4 separate regions of the Mus musculus genome follow, and all the other regions are linked to region 4. A link is a contact called in public HiChIP or PLAC-seq and promoter capture Hi-C data. All regions are on one chromosome and are shown on one strand. The core of a region is the stretch at or near the end of the contact, and the rest is flanking DNA. Distances in the headings are between cores, read along the strand shown. Region 1 holds the start of Stk36 (serine/threonine kinase 36). Region 2 holds the start of Plcd4 (phospholipase C, delta 4). Region 3 has its middle 38 kb from the start of 6030407O03Rik. Region 4 holds the start of Arpc2 (actin related protein 2/3 complex, subunit 2).

What was found. HiChIP or PLAC-seq counts read pairs in DNA pulled down with a chosen protein or histone mark. Capture Hi-C pulls out chosen DNA fragments and counts their contacts.
Region 1: a promoter capture Hi-C map of liver shows a contact between it and region 4. The contact joins the promoter of Stk36 here to the promoter of Arpc2 in region 4. A contact is called at or near these places in 4 of 39 promoter capture datasets (erythroid cells, liver, neutrophils and 1 more), 3 of 484 Hi-C or Micro-C datasets (cardiomyocytes, pre-pro-B cells and rod photoreceptor), 4 of 115 datasets of contacts at active chromatin or transcription factors (astrocytes, effector CD8 T cells and embryonic stem cells) and 2 of 9 other capture datasets (adipose tissue and liver).
Region 2: a promoter capture Hi-C map of liver shows a contact between it and region 4. The contact joins the promoter of Plcd4 here to the promoter of Arpc2 in region 4. A contact is called at or near these places in 1 of 39 promoter capture datasets (neural stem cells) and 3 of 9 other capture datasets (adipose tissue, liver and pancreatic islet).
Region 3: an H3K4me3 HiChIP or PLAC-seq map of stem cell-derived neural progenitor cells shows a contact between it and region 4, with 24 read pairs. The contact joins the enhancer-like site here to the promoter of Arpc2 in region 4. A contact is called at or near these places in 1 of 39 promoter capture datasets (cranial neural crest), 1 of 15 datasets of contacts at CTCF or cohesin (the NIH/3T3 cell line) and 7 of 115 datasets of contacts at active chromatin or transcription factors (cardiomyocytes, embryonic forebrain, embryonic limb bud and 4 more).

What each region holds. Positions count from the first base shown.
Region 1 is chr1:74,600,149-74,603,065 of GRCm38.p6, forward strand. It overlaps Stk36 (serine/threonine kinase 36), which reads left to right and starts at 1,307. Exons shown (of 27, transcript NM_175031.3): 1 at 1,307-1,465; 2 at 1,881-2,053. The coding sequence starts at 1,970. Rnf25 (ring finger protein 25) reads right to left here and starts at 1,249. Exons shown (of 10, transcript NM_021313.3): 1 at 1,177-1,249. The coding sequence starts at 1,217.
Region 2 is chr1:74,542,695-74,545,747 of GRCm38.p6, forward strand. It overlaps Plcd4 (phospholipase C, delta 4), which reads left to right and starts at 1,666. Exons shown (of 18, transcript NM_148937.2): 1 at 1,666-1,956. It also overlaps a transcript of Usp37 not described here.
Region 3 is chr1:73,901,157-73,904,130 of GRCm38.p6, forward strand. No RefSeq gene overlaps it. Among named protein-coding and RNA genes, the nearest start is that of 6030407O03Rik, 38 kb to the left of the region's middle. Within about 2 kb of position 1,650, at least 44 of the 459 cell types and tissues checked have an H3K27ac peak or open chromatin away from gene starts, as enhancers often do. A contact at or near this core is called in neural progenitor cells and stem cell-derived neural progenitor cells, where this site is marked.
Region 4 is chr1:74,234,947-74,237,853 of GRCm38.p6, forward strand. Arpc2 (actin related protein 2/3 complex, subunit 2) reads left to right here and starts at 1,571. Exons shown (of 10, transcript NM_029711.2): 1 at 1,571-1,953. The coding sequence starts at 1,880.

The sequences.
Region 1 (2,917 bases), core at 57-2,556, 360 kb after region 4:
AGTGATGGTTATTATTAGCATTCTTCTTAAAGCTTATTTTACTACTACTACTACTACTACTACTACTACTACTACTACTACTACTACTACTAAAAGACATTCTGGCTGCTATAGACCAATGCAGCCACTGCTACTCTGTCATGGCTCAGGTGTCCCTTCATAATCTTAGAAGTCACTCACAACAGTGAAAAGCACTAGTCTGGCTGGGCTCCCTAAACCAACGGAACACAGAGGTGCAGTCTCAGTTAAGACTTCCTTCAGTACTTTGCCCACCTTAGGTCACCTGAGCCTTGGATGTAAGATACAGACCTAAATGTAAATAAGGTCATAGGTTACAGGTGGAGGTGGGGGTGGGGTGGGGATGGGGGTCCGAAATAGGCTGTCCTAATACTAACAGTATAAGGCCTTAACTCAGACAGATGTCCTTTGGTCTCTTGAGGTTTTATACTTCAGCAATTAATGAAAAGCAGGCCTATGGATATTACGAATCCATGGTGATCCATCTTCCCAACTACTCTATGAGGTAATGCCACACCCACTTTTTTTTTTTTTTAATAGCTGACACTGACTCGCAGGAGCTAGCTGGTTTGGTCAGCATCACATCAAGCTAATTAAATATGGAGTGAGCACATTTTTATCTTATGTCCAAAACCCAAAGTCTTTAAAGGCTTTTGGTTTCTTATTAAGAATGCTCGAGAGAATAGGAGAGCTTATGAGGGGAGTAAGGCTTTTCTGACAATAGTTATTAGTGCTATCAGGAATATGGGAAGATTGAGGAACGCGTAGGCAGAAATGGACTGGTCCAAGGGGCAGGATCCTAGGGGCACGAGGAGGGCGTCCGTTCCGAGAGGCGGGAGGTGTGATGAGAAGCCATCCTCCAGGGCCCAGAAAAATCACATCAGGGAGAAGTGGGGAGGGGTAGGCCCGTAGTAGGGAGCAATGGGGTCGATAAGGCGTGGGCCCAGCTGGCAAGGCCGCCGTAGACCCAGTCCCTTCTCAGATCAGCGTCCCTCCTCCCTCCGTTCCCGGTCCAGTAGCTCGCCTACGAAAGGATGTCTCTTCTATCCCTCGCCCCTTGATCCACCCTTTATGCCCGTGGTTCGGACGGTCCGAAGCTGTTGCTAGTTCCCGGCACCAGATCCAGGCAGCCAGCCAAAACCTATGACCCAAAGTTACCAGTCCTCTTCCCCAGCAGCTGTCGACGCAGACGCCGCCATGTCTTCTCCGGCTCTTGGCCGGAACCGGAAACACCTTTTGGGAAGTTAGAGGCGGAAAACTAGGGCGGGGCGGAGTAAAAGAAAGCTGACGCCGTTTCTAGGCAACTGAAGACTCTAGATCCTTTGTGGGGCCTGCTAGCCAAGCGACAGAAGTGCCCTACAAAGTGCCAATGGGCGGTTCGCATCTGTCACACACCTCTGAGAGCTTTGTCCTTTAAACTTCTAATCAGTTCCAGGGAGTAAAACTGGTAAGAGTGGGGAAACTAACGAGAGCATCAATGAGGAATGGAGAAAAGTAACGCAGGCAGCTGGGAGGCCCCGAGCAACTAGCCTGAACTCAGCCTGGGGAGCTTGGAGCGTCTAGACTGGGAGCAAGTTAGGGGACCTCTGCTCGGGGCCAGAGTGGCGGTGCTGGGCAAGCTGAGGGTGTCAGGAACCTGGGAGAGTATAGAAGGAGCGTGTGAGCATCGCTGGTGGAGAGGGGAAAGGGAACACCGGTGTGCTATGGGCACCTAACCTGGGTGGGGAGGTGGGGGTGGGGCTGGAGACACTAAGACCTGATCATCTTTCCACCCTGGTCATGATTTTGAGGCCTTGGTTATTGTGAAAAATAGAACAAAGCAAGGTTGATAACGTGTATCTTTCTCCCATGTTATGAGCCAGGCCTCCCAGATGTGTGGAACTACCCCTGGATCTATAGCTCTTTGTCACCGTCTTCTTTCTACCTTCTGAGAGACCCCGAAACCCTTGCCATGGAAAAGTACCACGTTTTGGAGATGATTGGAGAAGGCTCTTTTGGGAGAGTGTATAAGGGCCGAAAAAAATACAGTGCTCAGGTAGTAGACAAGGATATCTTTTAAATGGGATTTGGTGACCCACGTGTCCAGTAAAAACGTGGGACAGAAGGGCTGCACGGTGTTTATTTCTAGACCCTGACACCAGCATACTTCCTAGGGTATACAGGCCCAGAAATTTGACTTCTTGGAATCAGATCCCAGCCTTAGAACTAGGAACAAACTACCTAACATCCCATGCTTCCATTTCCCAAACAGTACAATGGAGGAATATTGATAGGGTCTGAGGATCAAATGTGTTTCACACTTAATCACTTAATACAATGCCTGACACCTACTGAATGACAAAAATGATCACTGTTCTTTGTATTACCTAAGAAAAGATAACACCTTGAAATCTGGTCTTCCATCTTTACCTTTTCCTTCTCCTTTCCCCAAATCTCACGCTGAGTCCTTTGCTTAGGTCAGAAAACCTCTCCCAGAGTCCCATCAAAGGAATCTATTTGCCAGTAACTGTTTCCCTTTAGTGATGGGCTGACAAAGCCAGAGTACATCCATAGTACCCGGGGGGGGGGGGGGGTTGAGGTGGGGGGTAAGTATGTGTTCACATTTATACTAAGAGTTGATCAAGAAGTATAAGTCTTGAGTTGTGGAGCTCTAAGATAAAGCTTGAAATATTTGCACAGAGAGAGAGAGAGAGAGAGAGAGCACACCAGTGAGTTTTATTGGGGTTTCTTAAACAAGTATAAGTGACGGTTTACTTACAGGATCAGAAATGACTCACAGACAGCTGTAACACCAAAGCCCGCCCCAGCATGTGTGATAGCCCATGCAAGCCGGACACCTCACACTTACAGCGCTGCTTAGAGGCAGCCTGACAGAATGGAGAGTGTCTCTGGCAGCTCA
Region 2 (3,053 bases), core at 416-2,915, 310 kb after region 4:
AGGCAGCCAGGCTCCTCCTCCCTAGAGATGCGTCGCTATCAACCTCAATCCATTGCCTTAATCCTTTTCTGCAACCCCACCCCCACAATTCCTCCTGTTGACCAGTGCCCTGGGCCTTTAAGAGTTGGATAGGCTGGACCTAGGAGAGCGCTCACACCTCTCCCCACCCCACTCCTCCTCTCTGGCTGTAACTCTGCCAGTTTACAGCAGCAAACTGCAGTGGAGGGTGGAAGCAGTCAAGTGCAAAGGAGAAAAGGAGTCTTGTTCTCAGCGGAGAGCACTGCGGAGCTCGGGAGGCGACCCTCGCAGACACAAGATTACTATCCTACCTACGGTAAGGGCCCTGAGCTCTAACCAACCTCTGGCCAAGCTGAGTCCTGCCTGAGTCCTAACTCAGCTCTACAGATGCATACCTGTATTAGGTTAAACTAGGCTCCTTTTCCCACCCTGAGGCTACACAGAACTCCCCCCCCCCCTTCCTGGTTCTCTCGAATTTATCCTCTCTGCCTCTTAAAAACCATTTTCTTTCTAGCTGTGTCAATCACCCTTTTATAGAGAAACCTCTTAGCTGTACGGGGCAATGAGTGCTGACCCTAGCCACTGTGTCTCAGAGGTGAATCCACCCCAGGAAGATGGGAGGCAGAATGAGAATAGATTCTCATCAATGAAGATGCATTAAGAGACTGTTGAGGGTTACCAAATGAGGGTGTTCAAAACGCATGAGACAGTTGAACTCGTGGTAATAAAGAGATGATTTTAAGATAACCTTGGAAAGAGTCAGGGTTTGAGTTTATTCTGTGCTCTGGTTTTTGCCTGCTTAACAAGCCGAGGCAAGTTCTTGGTACACTAGCAGGTTGTATGCCATGGGACTTTAAGGCCACAGACAACTGTTTGATCTGGACTTGGATTTAGGGCTCCCCAAGGTTGCCTTTTTGCCAGAACTGCTTATTAGGGTGCCCACTAAATATGTTCTCCTCATCCCTGGAAACTGTAATTTGACAAATTCTAAAACGCTCTCATGGAGATGATTGATCTAGGCTTAAGTCTCTGGACTTGAGAGAGCCTTAAAGTTCTAACATTCTAAGGGCTATGACCTCTGAGCAGAGCCATCCTATCCACTTTATATGAAACAGGTTAGCCATAACCCTTCTCAGAAGTGAGAACATAGACAAAATAGCTCTCTTCCTTCCTACCTCCCAGAAAGAAATTTGAGACATGCTGACTTCCTACTATAATGTCATTGGCACTTGGTGTTGACACTTCCAAACTCCGAGGATCATATAAAGCTATTTGGAAGTACAAGATCCTAAATATATATATGTGTGTGTGTGTGTGTGCTAATCTCCCCCCACCCTGAACCTAGGCCACCCTCCAACTTCCTATATAGCCAATGATGACCCTTGAACGCCCCTGATCCTTCTGTTTGCACCTCCCATGTGTTAAGATTGCCACTGTGCCTGGCTGACCCAATCTCTCTTACTTTTAGAATTTTATCCTTTGTGTCCTTGCTGGTGCCCCCTCTCCCAGATCCTCTGTTTCTTCTCGCCCCACTGCACCTGCATCCGTTGTAACCATCCTTCCTTTCAGACACTAGCGGGAACACCAAGACTTGGAACACTTAGGTTCTAACACATTCTTTGGGCACTTTGTTTAGTCAGTCTCCTAGGATACAGGGAAAAATGAGGCTGAAAGGAGAGGCATGTTACTGAGTGTCCAAATGAAAGTGCCCTCTCTCCTGGACTGTAGATTCGAAATCCTTAAAGGGGCTGAGAGCCAGGGCTATTGGGAATTAGTGGAGATAAAGGAGGGGAATGGCAGGAAAGGGTGATGGAGAAAGAGGAGGAGGAGAAGGTTAAGAAGAGAACACAAAAAGCTTGACTTGAGGGAGCAGAGAGGCTGGTGAGAGAGAAAGGAATGAGCTAGGAAGAAAGAAAAGTCAGACATGGGATGGGAAAGGTAAGACAACGGGAAGAAAAGGAAGTTGTTTGGCGGTATGTAGGGGACCCAGAAGATAATGGAGTGGAGAGAAAGACCATCGGTGTCCCTCACCGATCGCAGGCCTTCCTTCAACATGCTTTCTGGAGAAGGCCCTTTCTAAGGGAAGAGTTGGTGAATTCTGCACCGGTTGTAGAGAGACCTGCAATCTATTGCAGTTGTGTCACTGAAGGACCCTGTCAGGACAGCCAATCTTTCTGGTCTTCAGTCTCCTCCATGAAGCTCAGGTCTTGTACACTGTGGCTTCCCTGAGGTGCTGCTGACACTCTTGCCCATACTACACACAGACGCAAGCTAAAACCACCGCTCTTGAGTGGGGACAGGTTAGACAGGGGGGAAAGAGGCAGTTTGTTTGTTTGCTTGTTGTTTTTCGAGACAGGATATCTCTATGTAACCCTGGCTGTCCTGGAACTCACTCTATAGACCAGGCTGGTCTCAAACTCAGAAATCTGCCTGCCTCTGTCTCCCAAGTGCTGGGATTAAAGGCGTGTGCCACCACTGCCCAACAAGAAAGAAGTAGTTTTTTAAGGCTGGCTAGGGAAACTGTTTTTGGATCCTGGGCTCTGTTCTCAGGTTTCCCATGTTTCAGGACATGTAAGGTTCCTGGACACAGGAACAGAGAAGGTAATTCTGTTTTCTTCCAATCCCAAGACCAACTACAGAGTCCTGTGCCTACAAGGTGGAAACTTCAATCTCAGGTCACCCTCAGCCCACTATGGTCTGAGCAACCAAGGAATTTAAGAGTGACCTGTTACTTTGGCCTCTGGTCTTCATACAGCAATTTTTTGTTTGTTTGGTTTTTTTGTTTGTTTGTTTTTTCGAGACAGGGTTTCTCTGTATAGCCCTGGCTGTCCTGGAACTCACTTTGTAGACCAGGCTGGCCTCGAACTCAGAAATCCGCCTGCCTCTGCCTCCCAAGTGCTGGGACTAAAGGTGTGCGCCACCACACCCGGCTCATACAGCAGTTTTAAGCCATATGAAGATTCCAAATAGTTTTCCACACCTGGAAAAAGAGATGCTTTCTGTCCCTGAAGGAGCTCTTTGGGACCCTTCTTCCA
Region 3 (2,974 bases), core at 400-2,899, 330 kb before region 4:
CGGGATAGCATTTGAAATGTAAATAAAGAAAATATCTAATAAAAATCTTTTTTAAAAAAAGAAAGAAAACAAATCCTACCCAGATATGACACCTAGCCACCTCACCCTCTCTAGCATAATAACCCTGAGCGCAGTTGTGGCACCAATAAGTTGAAAGAAAAGACTTAATAGAGGTGAGGAGAAAACCCAGGGATGTTCAGAAGCCACACTTAAGGAGAAATGACAACAGCCGGGACATTGCATGCCCAGTGTGACAAGGGCACTGTTGTTCTTCTCTGACTCCTGCATTGATGGTGGAGGGCACAGGCCATGCCCTGTTCATCTCACATCCTGGGATGCTGGCACAGGGTTGCATCATGCCAGGAACCTGCATGTGACCTTTGCTGCTCTCATTAGTTGTCTTGGACCCTAAGACTCTCTAGAGGAAATCACGCTTATTGTAGTGAGTCACAAGGCAGTGTCTCTGGGAGCCCTACCCTCTGCTCCTAGATGCTGTGCACAAATGAGCCTGACAGAAGTAGATCTCATCTTCTGGCTTCTTCTGAGTTGAAGTACCAAGATATTGCCACAAGGGGGCACTGTCCCCCTTCCCACGCCACTGCAGCTCTGAAAACTGGTTCCTTTCAGTCTAGGTGAAAGAGTCACTCTGCGTTTCTAAAGGAGGGTAACCTGCTGTGACTAGATAGTAAGCCACCACTGGGTGGTTGGTGGATATCAGCTTGAGCTTGCACAAGCTGCCTCCTTAGCTTCTCCTTCCCTGAGCATCCTGTCGACTCGTGCACTTTTTGAACCCAGAGCATCGACAGACCCTCCGGAGCCTGGTGATGCAGGATGCTGGCTTCTCAGTACCGTCTTGGGTTTTTTTTCCAGCTGCTGCTACCGAGGTCAAGTTTTCTTATGCAGCTCAATCCCAGGCCTGGATTCTCCAAGTGCATCCTGGAGATGGTAACCAGCCCTCCCAACCTCCTCATGGCCCTTCTAGAATTACTTGCCCTGATCTGTGGACCAGCCAAAGCTTCAATCATAGAGGGCCAACTGTAGGCTGGCTGCAGGAGGATGGACAGACAGACCTTGCCTATCCAGGAAGTGAGTTTATATTATAGGCAATGCTGGGCTAGGAAGTACCAGAGATGCCAACCCAGAGACTCATGGTAAAGAGGCCATAAGTAGCCCCCAGTCATTGACTGCCTATCCAGGGCTCCTCACTGGCTCCTGCCACCTCAGTGGACTCCAGCATGAAGGCTGAAGTTGGAATTGGGAATTGAGTGGGGGGGGGGGGTGCGGGGGCGGTGTGAAGCTGGCTCAGCAACTGCCCACTTTTACTTCCTCTTGGAAGAGCCGCAACTTCCTATTTGGCCACTGGAGGGCGCCTTGGGATCATGAAAACGCTATAAAATGTTAACCAACGTGGACTTGAGGGCCTAGACGAGAAAAGGACTTCAGACTGAGCCCTGTCTGATCATTCCAGATGTTCTCCGCATTCTGAAAGCCATCCTTTCTCATTCCAGAAGATCCTTGGAAAGAGACGGTCCTGCGGTTTCCACTCCCCCCCCTCAGCAACTGTAGCTAGCTTGGTCTACTGATGCTTCTTCCAGTGGGCACTAAGGAAGGTTGCCTGGGAGACCCGCATGAACGAGAAACATGGATCCAGACCCAGAGACTAGCGTGGGAGAAGCAGACAGGAAATGAAAAATGGAGGTGCTGGCATGCGGAGACTGGGCTGGGGCCGGGAGGGACGGAAGTGGGAGTTTGCCAGCCATTCTTACAGGTTGCAAGCCTCCATGGAGATTAAAAAAAGAATGAATGAATTGATTAATTAATCAATTCATTCATTCATTAATTTTTAAAAACAGCACCCCATCTCTAGTATCTTCTTACCTGGCCCAGCTACCACCTCCCAGATCCAGTCTAGGATTCTGGGTTAGGAGAGGCAAGGAGGAACTGGAGAAGAGGAAGGGCGGTCAGGTGGCAGTGTCACCACCAAGCACACACAGAACTCTGAGGCCACCTGGAATTACATCGCCCTCACAGTTACAAGGCCCTACCTGCTCTTCATTCCCTTATCTCCGTGGCAACAGAGCTCTGCTGTTCCTAGCCTCAGCAGCCTGGCACTAGGAAACACAGCCTGTCTGTCCCTCCTGGCACCTGCTGATGTCACCGCAATAAGAAAGATCTATTCCAGTGACAGCGACTGTGTCTCAAAGGCATCCCCACCCCTGCCCTCCTTCCCACAGATGCTCAGGGAAACCATTGTGAAAGGAGGCCACCCTCCAAATAGTGTCTGGTTATGCCTCAGTTTCCACTCCAGCCTGGACCCTCATTCCTAACTGCAGTGCCCCACACCCCAAAGTCTCTCTCTCCACCTGCAACCTTAGCACTGCTGCTGCCCCTCCTCTAGGGTGCTCCGTACGCATACATCCACATTCCTGGGTTCTCCTTCCCACACTCTGCCTTTTTAAAATGTTTTGCTTGTCATGCTCAAGACCCTCTACTAGTAACACATACACATACAGACACACACACATACATACACATAAACACACATACATACCACACAGACACACAGACACACACACACACACACACACACACACACACACACACACACACTGGTCTATGGTTTGTAAACACTTCTAACCTTTATGGTCTGAGATTGCTCACCCACAGAAACCTCCTACCAAGACTAGCCAACAGCTAACATGTGCTCCCCCCGCCCCGCTCCAGTATACATAATAAACATGCTGAAGTTCCCAGTTGTTACAGTAGCTGCTCTGGTCATCTCTCATAGCCTGTGCAGCCCATCTGTGCCCAGCTTTTCTGTACACATGTCTGTGTTTCCATCTTCTCCTTCCCACAGTGCCTCCATGAGGTTTCCAGACTTAAGCCATTCCCTGTGCACCAGGAGAGGGTGCCCCACCTGGCAGGCACTGCCCTAGGGCTTAAGGTAAACCACTCTGTGCCCTCAGGGACTTAA
Region 4 (2,907 bases), core at 321-2,820:
CACGTCGTAGGTGTCATCTTTAGCAAAGCTAGTGGGACTCTATTGCTTAGCATACACATTTGTGCTTTGGGGTTTGAGAGATGGCTCAGCAGGTAAAGTACTTGCTAGGCAAGGCTGATGACCTGACTTTCATCCCAGGATTCCACAGTGGAAGAAGATAACCAATGTCCAAAAGCTGTCCTCCAGCCTCCACTCAACAACCACGATGCACATGTACTCTCCCTATAATAATAAATCTTAGAATTCCATATTTGTTCATTTGCTTTGAGACAAGAGACAAGGTCTCACCATGCAGTTCTGGCTTGCTTGGAACTTGCTGTGTAGAACAGACTGGCCTGGAACACACAGAAATCTGCCTGTCTCCACCTCCCGAGTGCTAGGATTAAAAGTATGCCTCACCACAAGCAGCAAAAAAGATTTTTTTAGAGACAACTGAAATGAAGTAAGAAAGGCATATTGGTGTGAACTGAGAATCCCAGAACTTGGAGACACCAATACATGTTCAAGGCTAGCCAGAGCTACAGAGCAAGTCCCTCTTTCAAAAATCTGGACAAACAGGGCCAGGGCGTGGCTCAGCAAGTTGTGCCTGTTGTTAAGCCCGATGACCTGAGTTCAATTCTCAGGATCCATGTGTTGGAGAGAGAAGGGAACTGACTACCAAAAGGTGTCCTCTGATCAATATCAAACAAAATTTTTTTTTTTATTGCATGGAGAAGAGGCTTAATTAAAATTGTTCCTGGAAGAGAAAAAAGTGGAAACATGGTACCCAAGCTGAAAGGACAGGTGGCGGTGGCGGCACTTAAGCAAAGAAATAAAGGTATGACAGGAATCCCTAAGGCCCATCTGGATTCCTTTCCTTTATTGCCCAATAACAACGTGGAATTTATTGCGTTTTTGTTGTTGTTGGTTTTTTGTTTTTGTTTTTTTTTTTTTTTTGGTTTTGGTTTTTCGAGACAGGGTTTCTCTGTATAGCCCTGGCTGTCCTGGAACTCACTTTGTAGACCAGGCTTGCCTCTGCCTCCTGAGTGCTGGGATTAAAGGCGTGCGCCACCACGCCGGGCTTTTATTGCGTTTCTTTTAGCAGACCATAAGCTTTAGAAGGTCAAGTCCTCATCTATTGCATTAATCACTGTATCCCTGGGAAGGAGAGATGGCCACTAAACAGTCGCTGGCGAAGAATAGGCACAACGGTGCTGCAGGGTAGCCCTAAGCACGGAATGAGCAAAAAGCACCCACAAGTTGGAAGCAAGGGATCCCCCCCACCCCAAACAAGCTTCTTAAGGGGGCTTCTGAAATAATATCGGAAGGGTGGAATCAGGCTTCTGGAATATTCGCGAAAGGGGCAGGTGGATTGTACGGACAACGGGGAATGACAGGTGAGCGTAGGACTCTCCTGGTCAGGAGGAGCGGGGCGGCGTGTGGCGCATGCGCACGCATGCCCTCTGCCTGCCTCCTCACCGGGACGCGCTTGCGGGCGAGTGCACGCGCGAGGTCGAAGCGGAAATGGCGCCGCGGGGCCGCGCGTGCGGGCGGCGAGCGGAAGTGGGTGTGAGAGCGGAAGTGGCCGGCTGGAGCCGGGGGCTGGGCGGGGACCGGGATCGTCAAGTAAGGCGGCGGCGGAGGCGGCGGCGGCTCGGCAGGCGGGTTGAAGCTTCGGGGGCCAGGTCGGTCGGGTGGTGGCTGCCTGCTACAGGCAGCGCGTGCCGGGCCAGCGCGTGTGTCCGCCTCTCCCCACCCCGCTCCCCGTCCCCTTCTCCCCTCACCTACCGCACCCAGCCCCCCTCGTCAGGGGCAGCGGGGCCGCTCCCTCCGTCCTACCCTCGATTGCCCACCCTCACCGCCCTTGTTTCTCCTTCCCCTGCCCGGGGCAGCCGCCGCCATGATCCTGCTGGAGGTGAACAACCGCATCATCGAGGAGACGCTCGCGCTCAAGTTCGAGAACGCGGCCGCCGGGTAAGCGCACGCCGGGAGGAGGCCGAGTTGACCCCAGCTAAATCCCGGGTGGCGTCCAGCTCCCCAGCCCTAGAGGGGGACAAATCGGGAACCTGGCGCGGCTTCAGGGTTTCCCTGGCAGGATGGACGTGGGAAGCCACGGGGCGCGGTGAGCCGAGGGCCTGAGATGCGTGGGGAGAGGCTGAGATAGGGATGCGGAAGCAGCGAGAGGACAGGGGCAAGGCGTGCCAGAGAACAGGAGACCTGTAGGACGTGAGGGCAGCCGAGGCCAGAAGTCACGCCCGAGAGCCTACGGTCCTCAGGGGGGAAGAGAGGGGTGCACTTCCCTCTGTCTTTTCCGTCATTGTACCGAACCCAGAGAGACCCTTTTGGGGAAGCTGGATTGAATGGAGTTTTCAGGAATTCCCAGGGCGAGGTGGGAAGAACGTGTAGGCCCAGATCGCCACCAGCATTCTGCTTCCCCACCCCCATCTCTCGAGACCCCAGGAAAAGCAGGAGGCAAGACTGAAAGCAGACCCAGGCTGCTAGGGGGGTAAAAAAAATCTCTAACCTACTGTGAAACTAGCCATTTTGTTATATATCCTTTAGGCAAAGCCAACGGTTCTCCATCCACACTCTCTTTAGCTCTCGAGACAAGCTTGCTCTATTTACTTATTGGTTGTGTGTCTTAAATTCTTATCAAAGACCCCGGTCTTTGATTTCTTCTGTAGTAATGCCGACTGGGTTAATAGCTGCTTCTGCTCCCAGAATCTATAAAGTTCTTAAGATAACCATTTATAACATCAGCATCTTAATATATGGGACGTATTTCCAGCCCTCTCTGTCATACACAAAAAAGCAAACTCCTCCCTTAAAGCCGCGTTGCCTCTCTAATATATTTAAAACCTGAGCAGAGGAATTGGGTTTTAGGTTCTAATTTATGGTGGCCTGTGGCCATTCCTTTGCCTCATTTCC